2 separate regions of the Mus musculus genome follow, and region 2 is linked to region 1. A link is a contact called in public Hi-C data. All regions are on one chromosome and are shown on one strand. The core of a region is the stretch at or near the end of the contact, and the rest is flanking DNA. Distances in the headings are between cores, read along the strand shown. Region 1 has its middle 160 kb from the start of Gm35023. Region 2 has its middle 150 kb from the start of Lyplal1.

The links. A called contact is a pair of places that touch in the nucleus more often than the background predicts.
Region 2: a Hi-C map of uterus shows a contact between it and region 1, with 2.2 times the contacts expected there. The contact joins two enhancer-like sites. A contact is called at or near these places in 2 of 484 Hi-C or Micro-C datasets (the AML12 cell line and uterus).

What each region holds. Positions count from the first base shown.
Region 1 is chr1:185,770,569-185,777,927 of GRCm38.p6, reverse strand. No RefSeq gene overlaps it. Among named protein-coding and RNA genes, the nearest start is that of Gm35023, 160 kb to the right of the region's middle. Within about 2 kb of position 4,602, at least 16 of the 459 cell types and tissues checked have an H3K27ac peak or open chromatin away from gene starts, as enhancers often do. A contact at or near this core is called in uterus, where this site is marked.
Region 2 is chr1:185,966,391-185,973,749 of GRCm38.p6, reverse strand. No RefSeq gene overlaps it. Among named protein-coding and RNA genes, the nearest start is that of Lyplal1, 150 kb to the left of the region's middle. Within about 2 kb of position 4,394, at least 29 of the 459 cell types and tissues checked have an H3K27ac peak or open chromatin away from gene starts, as enhancers often do. A contact at or near this core is called in uterus, where this site is marked.

The sequences.
Region 1 (7,359 bases), core at 3,353-5,852:
TTGGGTTAGAGACCACACTCAACCACACCCAGATTCTGCCTGGTTTCTGAGGAGTTAAACTTTAATGCTTGTACACCAAGTATGCTTACCCACTAAGCCATCTCCTCACTCCCCATACATTTTCCAAAGGAATTATGTTTGAGATAACAGAAGAAATTTTAGTTGTTAGCAGTGACTCTTGTAGGAAAGAAGGTGAGCTTGGGAAAGACATCTACTCTTTTCTTTCCATTTTTTTAGCGCCACGTCATCTGAAATGATGTGTTCAATTAATCCTGCTTTCAAGTTGAATTTTGCCTGGAAATAAATATGCCATGTGACTCTTAGGGCAAGCACCTTATAACAGGCCTGGGGAATATGGAATCAATTCTTAGATTTTACACGAGACCTCATGTTTGTGAAATCACATCATTCCTTTTATAATCTGTTTTTGTGTTAGGTTGTTCTGTTTTGTTTATTTGGGGTGGTGTGGGACCGTGAAAGGCAGCCCGTTTGGGTTGAGTGAGGCTTGCTCCGGAGATCCAGTAGAAAACTCTACAAGGGACAGAACAGTGAGCCACCTTCCAAGAGTCAGGTGCCTGACACCACAGAGCCCCCAACTCCATAATTCTGTGACTATCAGTCACACAGACAAAGCCCCAAGCTCCTGGCATTCTGGCTAAACTCCACCCTCAGAGTAACTTGACAATAGCCAGGTATGCTCCACCCCACAGCTACCCTGAGACTACAAGACAGTCCAGCCTACTATAAAGGGGGTTGCTTGGCCCCTCCTCTCTCCCTTAAGCTCTCACCTTTCTTACTCTCATCTCTAGCTCCCCTTTTCTCCTCTCTTTCCCCCTTCTCTCCATGTGGCCATGGCCGGCCCCTCCATTTCTTTTACCTTTTCTCTTTCTCTCTGCCTTTCTACAATAAAGCTCTAAAACCACAGACTGTCTCTGCTCATCAAGACCTGTTGTGCTTGAATGATGGGATAGGCTTTCCCCTAAAGAGCCATGTTTAACCTCCTGCCAGAAGCCCTCCCTGCGCTCCAGTCACGGACTAGACCAAAGACTCTCCGCCATGTGGGAACCACCCAGAATCCCCTCTCTCCCTGCCCTCTCCTCTCTTCAGCCCCCACTTTGTTCTCAGCTCTCCCGAGGTGTCCAGCGATATCTGAGATGCCCGAGACGGAGAGCCTGTTATCTCTGGCCTTCGTGAGGCCCAGAGACCTTGGACTGACCCTTGTCCAACCTCCGTGGGCTGGGGTCCATGGCTTCCCAAAGCTAGACACCCATCTGGGGCCACATGGAGAGCATGCGGCAGTTCTCTGCGTCTGCCTGCCCAGAGCAGCAGAACTCTGGTGGGACGCGGGTTTTCTCCCACTCTCTTTATTTCCCCACGCCCACTGCCCACAGGGTTGGATCCATGTAGCTCAGGCTAGCCTCAAAGTTGCTAAGCGGTAAGGCTGGTCTTGAGCCCCATGATCCTGTTGCCTCTACCTAAGTGCTTGGATTGTAAGGATATAGCTCCATGCTTGGTACACCACTCTTTCAAAATGTGTCTGCCATTGGATCTACTTGAGAACATGGCTTCATCATGTTTCCTCTTTCTTTAGCCACCAGTCATGCAAATCCACTGTCCTGGGTGGAATCACCTTAAGGAACGACATGGCTGTGCCACCCAGTCTGTCACCCTGGGAACTGTGCAACTTCGAGCAGCCAGAATTTTACTCTTACACAACTGTGAGGGAACATAAACTGTGGCCTCTTGCAAAACCTGCCTGTGACTTTTCTCACTTGATGGTAATCTCACTTTCTCTAAACACAGCACAAAGCCACAAAGTGCAAGCCAGCCAGCATGAGACTGATCCCAAATTGTTACCTGCTTTTACTTTGAACTGTTTGGTGTTGCATTCACAAATTTATCACTGAAGGTTTACCTAAAAGATGAGTTTCTTGAGGCTGGCAAGATGGTTTAACTGTTAAAGAGTACTTCCTACTCTTCCAGAGGATCCTCGTTCAGCTCTAAGTCAGGAGGTTCTATAACTCCAGCTCCAGAGGATCCAATAACCTCTTCTGGGCTCAGAGTCTACCTGCATTCATGTGCACATGCCCACACATATGCACATACTTAAAAACAAATACAATCTTCATTAAAAGATTTCGTCTTTCAATACAGGGTAGTATGAGATTGGTTGGGAGTAGAAAAGTTGGCTGAAAGGAGGAGTGAGACTGGTTACCTGAGTCTCCATCTACAAGATGTGTCAATGGTTTCCTTCTTCCCTACCTGGCCTCAATGGCAACTTAAAAAAAAAAAATCCTATCTATCCTTATAAAGCTCTCTACCATGAGAACTTGATATGGGTTCTAGGATTTTCTTGTTTGGTTGATTGGTTGGTTGCTTGTTTTGTTTTGTTTAGAATTCAGTAACTTTTTTTTCTAGATCTCTCTCTCTCTTGCTGTCTCTCTGTCTCTCTCTGTCTCTCTCTGTCTCTTTGTCTCTCTCTCTCTCTCTCTCTCTCTCTCTCTCTCTCTCTCTCTCTGTGTGTGTGTGTGTGTGTGTGTGTGTGTGTGTGTATACAAGACATAGGTGTGTGGGTAGGTACAGACTAAAGGTCAATGCTGGGTGTCTTCCATTATCATTCTTTGCATAAACTGCTGACATGCCTATTCCATGGTACTGTTAGAGGGAAGGTTTTTATTGTAGCTCTAAGAGGACAGCCTGGGGCATCTGGAAGAGTCTGGAGCAGAGAAGAAACAGAATGAGCGTGGCCAGCAGTTTTGACCTGGCCAGGGCTATCTGCAAGGGAGGGAAAGGCGGTATGGGGAAGAGAGGGAACAAGGCAAGAACAGTAGGCTTAAAGAAGGAGGAGCTTGCCTGAGGAAGGGAGCTGGAGGGAGTGGAGGGTGGAGGAGGAGATGAGAAGGGCTAAGAAGCTAGCATGCACTTGGAAACGTGTAGCAGGGACTTGGGGTCCTGAGGAGTCCTGGAGGCCAGCATGAGCTTTGATGTGCTAATAGGTACCACAAGTGACCATTTGCCCCTTCTGCCAGCGGTAAGAGAAATGACTCCTTTTGGTAGAGGAACTGGCTTCATGAGTTCCTGAGGAATGCTGCCTTTTATCTAGCTGCCAGAAATCCTCCGCTGTCCAGGTTGAGCTCATTTCTGGATCTTTTAGAGTTTGGGGAATTGGGGTTTCCTTTGGAACTGACTCTCTCTCTACCTTATATTTTGAGACAGAGTCTCTCACAAAGCCTGGAATACAACTAGATGGCCAGTGAGCTCCAGGGAGTCTTCTAGCTCCCCACCCCCACCGGCCAGCATGGGGAGTGCAGATGTGCACCACTGAGCCCCTCCTTCCTGTTGGTGCTGTGATCTAAACTCGGGTCCTCATGAAAGCACTTCACCAGGGGAGCCATCTCCCAGGTCTCCAGATGTTCCTCTGCAGGGAAGTGGTTTTTCACAAGTTAGCCTTCAGATGGTTTGGTCTTTCCTCACTAAACCCTTTCTCCAACGCTGGACAAAGGGAAACCATGCTAGAGAGTTCTGCTTATATAACTAATTTCATTTGACAACTACAACACATGCCAAATATTTAATATTTCACAACCCAGGATTTTTATGAAGTCCCTTTATGTTTCAACACAGTACGGCATTCAAAGACCATCTGATCCTTTATCCAGCCCCTTACATCCCAAGGGTGCAGTTAAAATTCTAGGGGGAAGAAGCAAACTGCTTCACAGAATAGCATCATATCCAGATCCTCCCGTTTATTCCTCCCCTCCCTCCTGTTTTCTCTGGGGTGGCCAAGTCAATACCCTAGGCAATTCATTTTTACCACCACTCCCAGGGGCTGGGAGAAAATCCCTCCTTTGATCTGAGAATGATTGTATTGAATCTTCTCAGTGCCAGCAGCGTTGTAACAAATGGCCATTATCTGAGATGAGAAAATGAAGGAGAAAATGCTCTGTGATCTATAAAATCCTAACTGCTGGTGATTGTTTTATTATCGTTAGTAATTTATTTGTTAGTATTGTTATTGCTGCTAATAAAGTGATCCCTCTGCTTCCGGGCTCTATGGTCTTCATGCTGGCTCATACAATGCCTCGGGAAGATTTTTAGATGCTTCAGGATAAACAGGGGAGGAGACCTTGTCTCCAGCGGCTCCGAGCCTCTGGAATGAGTTGCCAGATTACCAAGAGCCCACCGTGCCAAGCTGCTTCTAAGAGCAGCTTCCTTCTGCTGGAAGCGTGGGTACTGTGTTCACACATTCTCCCAGTGAAAGGAACTACCTGTGGGGATGAAGTCTCCAGCATTCCACCGTCAAGACCCATCTCTAGACCTAGAACAACATAAGGACTTGGCCACCTTGCCCCTTGATCCTCCATCTTCCTCTCTAAGCCCTTTCCCCCTTAAGTTCCCCAGTCAACTCTTTGTAATTCAGAATCACACAAAACACCCCCCACCACCACCACCAAGAAAAGGTTATGAGTCAAGTGAAACTCTGAGTAAGCAAATGTATCTGGCACTCAGAGCCATGGAAAGTCGCTTCTACCGCCAGAGGTGGTTAGCCGACTCTGCCCATAACTGTCCACAAGACAGCTCCACAGAGCAACCCTGATGGGTTCAGACGGGTGGAAAGGGAAGTACTTGAGAGGTTTTTCAATAAATAAGCCTGTGTAAGTCCTGGTGTGTAGGGATGCCAACTGCTTTCTCAATCGGAACCTTAAAAAGCAAAAAATAGAACTTTAAAAGAATAATTTATAATGATCAAAGATAAAATAAAATATTCTAGAAGAAATGTAATTTCAGGGTGAGCAGCTGGTTTTATGAGGGAGATAATGCCTGCCTTCTTTTTTCCAGGACTATAAATGCATTTTTATTTTATCTTTGCCCCAGCCCTAGTGTTGCTACAAAAACCAAATGTTATTCAGAAAATTATTCCATCTTCCTTCTAGGGGTTACTTGGCAGTATCCTTTTACAGACCCACCTTGTGCTATGTAGAAGCATGACTTGAGGATGCCCTGAACAACTGCTACGTATCAATAGCTCCAATCTTTTACTTTTCCAAACAAATGAAGACTCAGCCCTCTCTATCTGGGGACAATCTGAGTTGGGTCCATGTCTGCCATTGTGTGGCTCATGTTTCCTACCAACTATTAGCAGAAAGGGCAGATAGGGTCCTGGCTCTTTCAGTTGTAGGGAAAGGCTAATTTTTAAAATGTCAACTAGAATATAGAGCCTGATCTGGAAGCAGTCATTGTAAAGTCACAGGCTGTTCTGAAATGTGTCCAATAGAAACAATAAACCTGGCATGTGGCATTCTGCTCACGATAACTCCTTGGAGTATTTCTGCAAGTTACTATTCCAGAGCAGGGAGATGGAAGCCACACACAGAGGTCATCTTCCCCTGGTTACTCCCTTTGTCATGAAAGCTAACTCATGAAGATAGATATAGATATAGATGATATAGATGATATAGATGTAGATAGAGATGTAGATAGAGATAGAGATAGATATAGATATAGATATATGGTGAGCAAGAGACATGTGGTGTGTGTGTGTGTGTGTGTGTGTGTGTGTGTGTGTGTGTGTGTATGTGTGTGTAGGACAGAAGTCAACGTTTGGTACCTTCCTTGAATGCTCCCACCTTCTTTCATTGAACTGGCTACTCTGTGACAGGATCGACTGCCTGGCCAGGCTAGTAAGCTCCTGGATTCTACGTGTCTTCATCCTTACTACACCAAGGTTAAGATCTGCACTTGATCATCTCTAGCTCTCTGATGTAGGTGCTGGATATCTGAACTTGGGTCCTCCTGCACAGACAAGGAGTGTGTTAGACTAAGCCATCTCCTCAGTCCCTCATAAGGATATTTTTATATTGGGCTGTATTTTTAAAATTCCATTCAGAAATAGGTTTCCCAAGTCCTATGATAAACACTCACCTACTAAATTTAAAAGATCTACCCTTTGATAAGAAGAATCCACAGAGACCACAACGATGTTCACATAGATGACATAACTAACAACTAGGAATGGAGAAATAAAGAAGTAATAGTTTATCCTTAAATGGATGCCCAGTCACTCAGAAAATCTGCAAGTTAAAAAGGTCCTCTTGAAGAGAGAGTGAATGATGACTTCAGAAAAATCAAAATACATCAAGAGAGACATCTAAGAGAGGAATAATGGGTGGATGTTTTTTGAGTGATTTTTAGGTGCCAGACACTGATTTAATTGCTTTGTTTGTATGAATGTATTAGTCACAAGGTCAGAGCTAAGGAAATGCAACCTAGTCATTGGTACCTGAAGTGGGGGAGGTCAGGAAGGATTGTTAGAACTCACTGAAATATAACACATTGAGTGCATGTTGTGAGTTGGAAGACAACTTGCTATGTTACACACACATGCACACACACACACACACACACACACACACACACACACACACTTCAGGTGCCAAAGTCTTTAGGGACAAGCAGCATCCAGGGATACAAGCAGCAGCCATGTTAAGGGGCCAACCATTACTTCCCTGCACTAGCTCTGTTTCCCTAACTCCTCCTCAGTATCAAGGAGAATTCTAGAAGAAATATCAAAATATCCTAGGGATTGACCTCTGAGGCAAACAGGTCTGGCCTTCAATATTAGGTGTGCTACCATTTATTAGCTTTGGGGTTTGAGGTAAATTAGTTAACCTTTTCTAACTTGTTGCCCTTCTTAGAGTGGCTATTCAAACCCATTGTCTTGGGCCAGTAGAAGCTAAACTAATTGTCTCCCAGTAACTGGTTAAATGTTGCTCCGAGAAGACCTTAGTCTGGAAGACAACTTTATAGTCCCTTTATGACACTGTAAAATGGGGGGTGGGGGGACAAAAGGTCATACTATAGGGCATTTAGGAGGTTGAATATAATATATTGTAACTGCTACTACACTGCCCTGTACATAGAAATGTTCTGCACAAACTCATGACCATTTTCTTCACTTGTCTTAACACCACACCTACTTATTGCAACAAGTGTTAAAGATTCACTCTGAGAAAAGACAATTAAAATATCTCATCAATAATTTCATGTCGATGGCATAACCGCATGACCAACATGATAGCACTTGGGTATAATCAATGAAATAAAATACTGTGTGAATTGGTGCACAGCATATTTTGGAATACTTACTAGTGACTTCTGCATAACAATGATCCCACTTCCCATTTCATATACGAATTTTTGTCAGACAAATTTAAGAATAGTGCTATTTAACAACTGAAACAACAAAGGCTCCATGAAATATTATAATTTGTCAGACATGACAAATTTTCTAGTAATAGTTTTTGTCCACATATTGGCTGGAACTTAATGATCTTTGTGCTTTATCATGTTTATCTCTTC
Region 2 (7,359 bases), core at 3,145-5,644, 200 kb before region 1:
CTCTCTCTCTCTCTGGCTCCCCTTTCTTTCTCTGTCTCTTTCTGTCTCTCCTTCATTCTGTTTCTGTCTCTCTGTGTCTGTCTGCTTATCTCTATAAATCTATGTCTGTCCCTCTGTTCCTCTGTCCCATCTATTTCTCTTTCTCTTTGTCTTTCTCTCTGTGTCTCTCTTTCTCTCAGTCTCTTTGTGTGTGCACACACATGAACACACATGCATGAACAGACAGATGCACATAAAAGCCAAAGGTCAGCATTGGGTGTCTTAACCACATGCCCTCTTATGGGACAGGGTCTCTCACAAAACTTAAAGCTCATGCATTCTGCTAGGCTAGCTAGACAATGAGCTTCACAAATCTATTTGTCTCTGTCTCCTCAGAGCTGGAATTACAGAGGTGTACCACCACTGTGCCTGTCTTTTTACGCCAGCACAGAGGACTTCAATTTAGGTCCTATCATGGATTACACATTAAACACTTTAGTAATGTCATATCATTTCACCTCTAGAGTTTTTCTCATATAAAACAACCCAATGTATATACAGGAACTGTGGACAAAGCCATTGCTTTCTTCATTAGACAACAACTGTACTTCTGAGGTACACTCTGAGGAGCTCTAATTGGCTGTCTTCACTTCATACTGTTAGGTCTCAATGAATCAGCATAAAAGACTTTTAAGAGTCTGGCTTCTACTACTGTTGTAAGCAAGAAAATTGGTTTATCTTCTATCCAGAAGCTTCCCGCTTTTTGTTGGATGCCTTGAAAGTGATGGGATAACTTATTAGCTTGAAAAATCTCATCCATCTCACTTCCCCCCAAACCGTGCATTTTTGAACTAGCTTTTAAAGACCTGATTTAATTTATATGAACAGAGACACCATAAAGACAATTCTGCTGGTTAAATATGAGAAATCCAATGAAGTTCTAAATGAATATATTATTGTTAAGTATGAACATGTAGTCAGGCAACTGAGCTGGCCCATTATTTTCCAATCCCTATGTAGTTTAAATTGGAGTTTCTATGATTAAAACAAAAAGAAAAATGATTAGCTTGGGCCTTTCAACTTATGGTTCGGAAAACCAAGTCTGTTAATTCAGTTTAGAGTAAAAGTGGGAAATCTACATCAATCCTACTGAATCAAGTTAATAGACTTATTTAATTTTCAATGGCATGCTTTATGGAAGGACCATAGGCATGACAAGGCAGTCAATGGACCGGCTCTGTACCTGGTACCTGAAGATGCACACTATCCTCCTAGTCTGTGGCTCATCAGTTGTGTTTGGGCATCAATAAGATGAAGGTGATACTATGTTCATAGCAGCCTTATTTATAATAGCCAGAAGCTAGAAAGAACCCAGATGCCCCTCAACAGAGGAATGGATACAGAAAATGTGGTACATTTACACAATGGAGTACTACTCAGCTATTAAAAATAATGAATTTATGAAATTCCTAGGCAAATGGTTGGACCTGGAGGCCATCATCCTGAGTGAGGTAACACAATCACAAAAGAACTCAAATGATATGTACTCACTGATCAGTGGATATTAGCCCAGAAACTTAGTATACCCGAGATATAAGATACAATTTGCAAAATACATGTAACTGAAGAAGAATGAAGACCAAAGTGTGGACACTTTGTCCCTTCTTATATTTGGGAACAAAGCACCCATGGAAGGAGTTACAGAGACAAAGTTTAGAGCTGAAACAAAAGGATGGACCATCTAGAGACTGCCATATCCGGGATCCATCTCATAATCAGCCTCTAAATAATGACACTATTGCATACACTAGCAAGAGTTTGCTGAAAGGACCCTGATAGAGTTGTCTCTTGTGAGACTAGGCCAGGGCCTAGCAAACACATAAGTGGATGCTCACAGTCAGCTAATAGGTGGATCACAGGGCCCCCAATGGAGGAGCTAGAGAAAGTATCCAAGGAGCTAAAGAGATCTGCAACCCTGTAAGTGCAATAACATTATGAACTAACCAGTACCCCAGAGCTCTTGACTCTAGCTGCATATGTATCAAAAGATGGCCTAGTCGGCCATCACTGGAAAGAGAGGCCCATTGGACATGCAAACTTTATATGCCCCAGTACAGGGGAACACCAGGGCCAAAAAGTGGGAATGGTTGGGTAGGGGATTGGAGGGGAGGGTATGGGGGACTTTTGGGATAGCATTGGAAATGTAATTGAGGAAAATACCTAATAAAAAATATTAAAAAAAGAGAACAAAGGAAGGACAAATTATGCTCTTATATATAAACACCAATCAATCCTACTGTCTAAGAAGTTACAGGTACTGTGGGGTAATTATGGATCATATAAATGTGGGCATACAGTCAGGTTGCCTTTCCATCTACTAAGCAGCATTGCTATTAAAGTGTTGCTGATATTGTTTTTCTTTAAAAAAAAAAAGATGAAGGTGATAGTGTGCACTCACTCTTATTTTCCCCCAGCAACCTAGGAACTAACTGCAAACAGTTCTGTAGAAACTAAGTTTTCTCGGGAGTAAAATGAATGCAAACAATAAACTCAAAGATGTAACTGAACTCAACAAAGTTGAGCCCAAGGTCCTGGGGTAGGACATCACTGGGCCAGGTCATGTAGGGTAGGATGTCACTGGGCCAGGTCATGTAGGGTAAGATGTCACTGGGCCAGGTCATGTAGGGTAGGATGTCACTGGACTAGGTCATGTAGGGTAGGATGTCACTAGGCCAGGTCATGTAGGGTAAGATGTCACTGGACTAGGTCATGTAGGGTAGGATGTCACTGGGCCAGGTCATGTAGGGTAGGATGTCACTAGGCCAGGTCATGTAGGGTAGGATGTCACTGGGCCAGGTCATGTAGGGTAGGATGTCACTGGGCCAGGTCATGTAGGGTAGGATGTCACTGGGCCAGGTCATGTAGGGTAGGATGTCACTGGGCCAGGTCATGTAGGGTAGGATGTCACTGGGCCAGGTCATGTAGGGTAGGATGTCACTGGGCCAGGTCATGTAGGGTAGGATGTCACTGGGTTAGGTCATGTAGAAAGGAGAATCTCAGAGAGAATCTGTGAGCTCTAAACTAAACGAAAAGTCCAGGTAAGAATGGCCGTGGTACGTCCACTGCCTAGTCACTTACTGTAATCAGAACATTCGACAAATGCTCCCATGGACCTTCATTTCCATGCAGATGATCCTCCCACTGCTTTATAAACCTTTCCTCCTTTCCTTCACACTCCTTTTCAGTGCCACGATCTCTCTTGCTCTTAAAGTGGATGAAATTTCAAGTGTCCTTCCTTTGCTTTCAGGCAGGAAGCAGTTTTTTCTTTTCCTGCTTCTCCTTCTAATTTTGGGACAAGGTGCCCCATGAAGGCCTTTATTTATACACATTTAGACCATCTCTCTCTAAACAACAAAATAAATTTCACTCTGGCACTTGCTCTCAATAGCATCTTTGACCTACCGTTCTCCCTGCATCTGCAGAGGAGGGGACCCTTATATTCCCCCACCTCTGGGTCTCCCTTTGGGGACCTTGAAGGAGTTCAGATTTCATTTCTCACCAGAGTGAACATAGTTACCCACCCCTAGCTTTCTGCCTGTTTTTGTTTTCAGTCTATTCACAAGGGAAACAAACAAAAAGAAAACATCTGGCTGCCAATAGATGTTGTGATCCACTAAATATCTCCACAACATATTTTTTTTCTAAGTAAGAGGTGTGGCTAGGATGAGTCATAGAATCCATCACCATGCCCTCTCCTCACTTGTCTGTTGTCCACATCAAGAAACTCATGGATTCAACCTTGCCAGAAAAGACTTGTCCACTAAATAAGACCAATCAATCAATTACATACAAGAAGCATGCTTTCTTTTCTTTTTTCCTCCTTTCCTTTTTTTTTGTTTTGCTTTGTTATTCAACATTAAAGTCTCATGTTTCTCCTTGATGCAAAGAGGAACAATAATTGCCAGACCTTAAGCATCCTTCCCAGGAACATCTAAAAGAAAGGCATAAAAATATTCCATTTGGCAGAGAAACACTCTTATTCCCATGGAAAAGAAAAAATAAAATAAGAAACCGAGATTAGTGCTCATCCGAGGGCCATGTGGGTCCCAAAGGGACTTTACAGCAAGGATGTGTTTCCTGTGATCTCAGGGTGACCACTGTTCAACTGGCTCAGTCAGCAAACAGGGGCAAGTCAGATTTCACAGGGTGATCTGTCCAGAAAGAAAACTTGGCTGAACATGTTGAAAACATGGTCCAGCTGGTGCCTCGCTGTATGTGGGGAGCAAATCCCACCTCCAGGGTACTAAACACACACCCTCTGGGCTCTAGGCCAGTGATGACTACCAGCAGCCCAGGCAGGCAGGCAGAGCAGGCAAGCAGGGAAGGTTGAGAGGGAGTGACCATTGTGAATGAGGTGATAACATTGGCCAGAGTGGGAGGGAAGCAGTGTGCCAAGGCTTGCTTGGGGTCAGTGCATGCGGGTCTGTAAATCTCCTTCATGGATCATTAGTGCTGAAAGGAGTCTCTGGGGGTCATCCAGAGGATTCCTCTGCTTCCCTGGGTCACTTCAACAAATGGCTTTCCTTCCAGGTCTGATAGATTTTTCAAGAAAGAACACGCCTGAATTTTCTCTTCTCTTTCATGTCTCCATTTTTCCCTTACACTCATTCTGCCCTTCCTTCCTATGTATCTTCTTTCCTACTTTTCTTGGTTTCTTCCTACCTTCTAAATTTTCCATTTCCTTCTTAAGTGGTGGTATACTTTACCAATCGAGTCAATAAGGCAAAAAGTTCAAAAAGTGAGTAAAAGCACCAGGTTTGATCTTTGTACAGGGCATGTCAGTGTGTGGGAGTGGAAACCAACTCTCTTGCAAAATATGCAAAAGAGACAGAGAGAACGTATGAATATGTATGAGGCCATCCTGGCAAAGCAAAACATTTTTTATTCAACAACATCTACTTGAGGATCTTCTGTCTACAAAGTGTCTGTATGTACTGGGAAGATCAGTGTGTATTTGTACATGTGTATATGTGCTGGACATACTTACGTGTGTATACCAATGTATGTGCATATATGTGTGCACACATAGATATAAACATGTTTCTGTATCATGGGTTGCATGGATGGACACACATGCATAAGTGTGTGGTGTGTGGCAGTCAAGATAGTCATATGACAACAGAAACAGTAAAGCACTCTGGTAGCAGCAAAGCCCTCCATCAACAGGGCACAGATAAGTTATTTCGAACAACATCATTTAAAGTCACATATAGCCCATCCACTGGTGTTTTCTTTTAAGCCTCTATGTATGATCTTACACATTTTGTCAGTTTCATTAAAATGCCTTATGAACATTTGTTGTCTTTTAATCTAAATAACAGCAGGGATAAATGATGATACCACCTTGGGAATGCCTTTCCCTGCACTCTGCTCGGATAACTAGAATCTATTTATAGAAGACTAAAGACATCCAACCCATTTCCCAGGTACATTTTGATACCCCCTACCACTGCAGGAGTTTGAGTGAAGGTCACTGCTTGTCGAAACTTGTTTTCCGTGGCAGAAGGTTTACATGGAAACGGCATGCCATTAAACTAGCTCATGTGATTACATGTGGCTTCTAAACAATGCTGGATAGGAACTGGGTGAAGGTGTCTCGTTCTCAAATGCTTTCTCTTGCTGGCAGCAGCTGCTGACATTCTCAGTTCACACTGCTGAAGCCCTGGGCTGAACTCCACATGCATGCCCTGCCACAGTGTACATGTTTTCAATCAGTTCTACAAGGCTGCGCTTCTCTCCATGTCAAAACCCACACACAGTCTCATGAGGAATGAAGATGCCTAAGCCATAACGCTGAGTTGTAGGACCTAATACCCATGTAATGACGGGATTGGTTGCAGGGCACATTTGGAAATAATCTTCAGCCTTTGGGATTAAGACCAAGGGCAGGAAATAATAAAACTGTGTGAAACTATACCACCTCCTCCTTCTGCTCCCAGCAGTCTGCACTATGGGTTAAGAGTATCTGTGTTCTACAGGAGTCAAGGAAATGTTAAGCAATTCCCAATGACAGTGGAACATACAGTTAACCATGGGTGAGCATCCCACAGAAAGCAATGGAGATGACAGTGGACAAGGGAGGGTAGGCCCCAACTGATATGCAGATGTTGGAGGTCTGTAAACATCTCATCAGACAAATGGACAAGGGAAATGCTTTCCGAAGTAGCATGCACTCAACCCAGGGAACTCAATGACACATGGGTTTTATGGAGCCAAGGAACTCAGAAACGTTTGTCAAAGGGTTGGACACTGTGGTGGATATGGATAACATCTGTGACTCGGCTTAGTGGGCTGAACGCAGTGGAGCTGGCCCATCTGCTGGCATTTTTCACAGATACTGACTCTGCCAGAGTGTCCTCCAGTAGGGGAAGTGCCCAGTGGGTCAGGGGCCACCTATCCAGCTAGCTCTACAGTGCTAAAGAGGAAAAGAAGGAGGGAGGGAAAGAAGGAGAGTGAGAGGGGGATCAGGACCTCCATAATCTTTCCCATGCCTGCCTTAAGCCTGAAGGTCTCCTTGCTTTACCCATCCATGCAGAGATTTGTATTTCTGTTGTCATCCTTCTGGGCCACCACCCATTTGTCTCTCCAACTCCTCTGGCAACCACGGTCAACCACAGCACTGGCTAGTGATTCTACTTGACCATATATATACCTGTGATTCCTGCATGGACTTATGTATATAATGTACATTTTCTCATGACCTTCTCATTGGCAAATATACCCTCCTGGGTGGTACATACAAGTAGCTAATTATCAGCATGCAAAGGTCCAATTTGATCCCAAGGTACAAGGGACACAGAAGAAATGAAAGGTGTCGTAGAAGAGAGATGGCAAGCGAGTCACTGAAGGTACAGGGGCAATCTATATACAGACTGTCCCAAGCACTCTTGATCATGTACTGTTTAAGTTGCAGTCTGTCACAGGACAGTTGACTTACAGTAAACCAATTTCTTCACACAGAATGCCCTCTTGGCCACTTTTACCTCCAGCCTAACCATTTTTCTTGATGGTGAATGTTCTTGTAAAAGACTTATAAACACATCAAAAGGTTGTTGCTGAGTTTGGCAAAACAGCAAAGCATGGCTGTATTTTCTCCTTTATGTCCAAAGGCATCCTAAAGTGTTTTAAAGCAAAATGGAGGACAGCCTTGATGTGCTAAGAGTCCCAGTAAAGAACAGGTCAGTGAGCTGGTCAGACCATTAGCTAGAGTTGAATGAGCGGCTCTTAAACACATCCCTGATAGCAAAGCATCAGTCACGAAGCAGCATCTAGAAGCAGGAGTTTAGCCTAAATACTTATCACCAGCCAGACTGCAGGAGA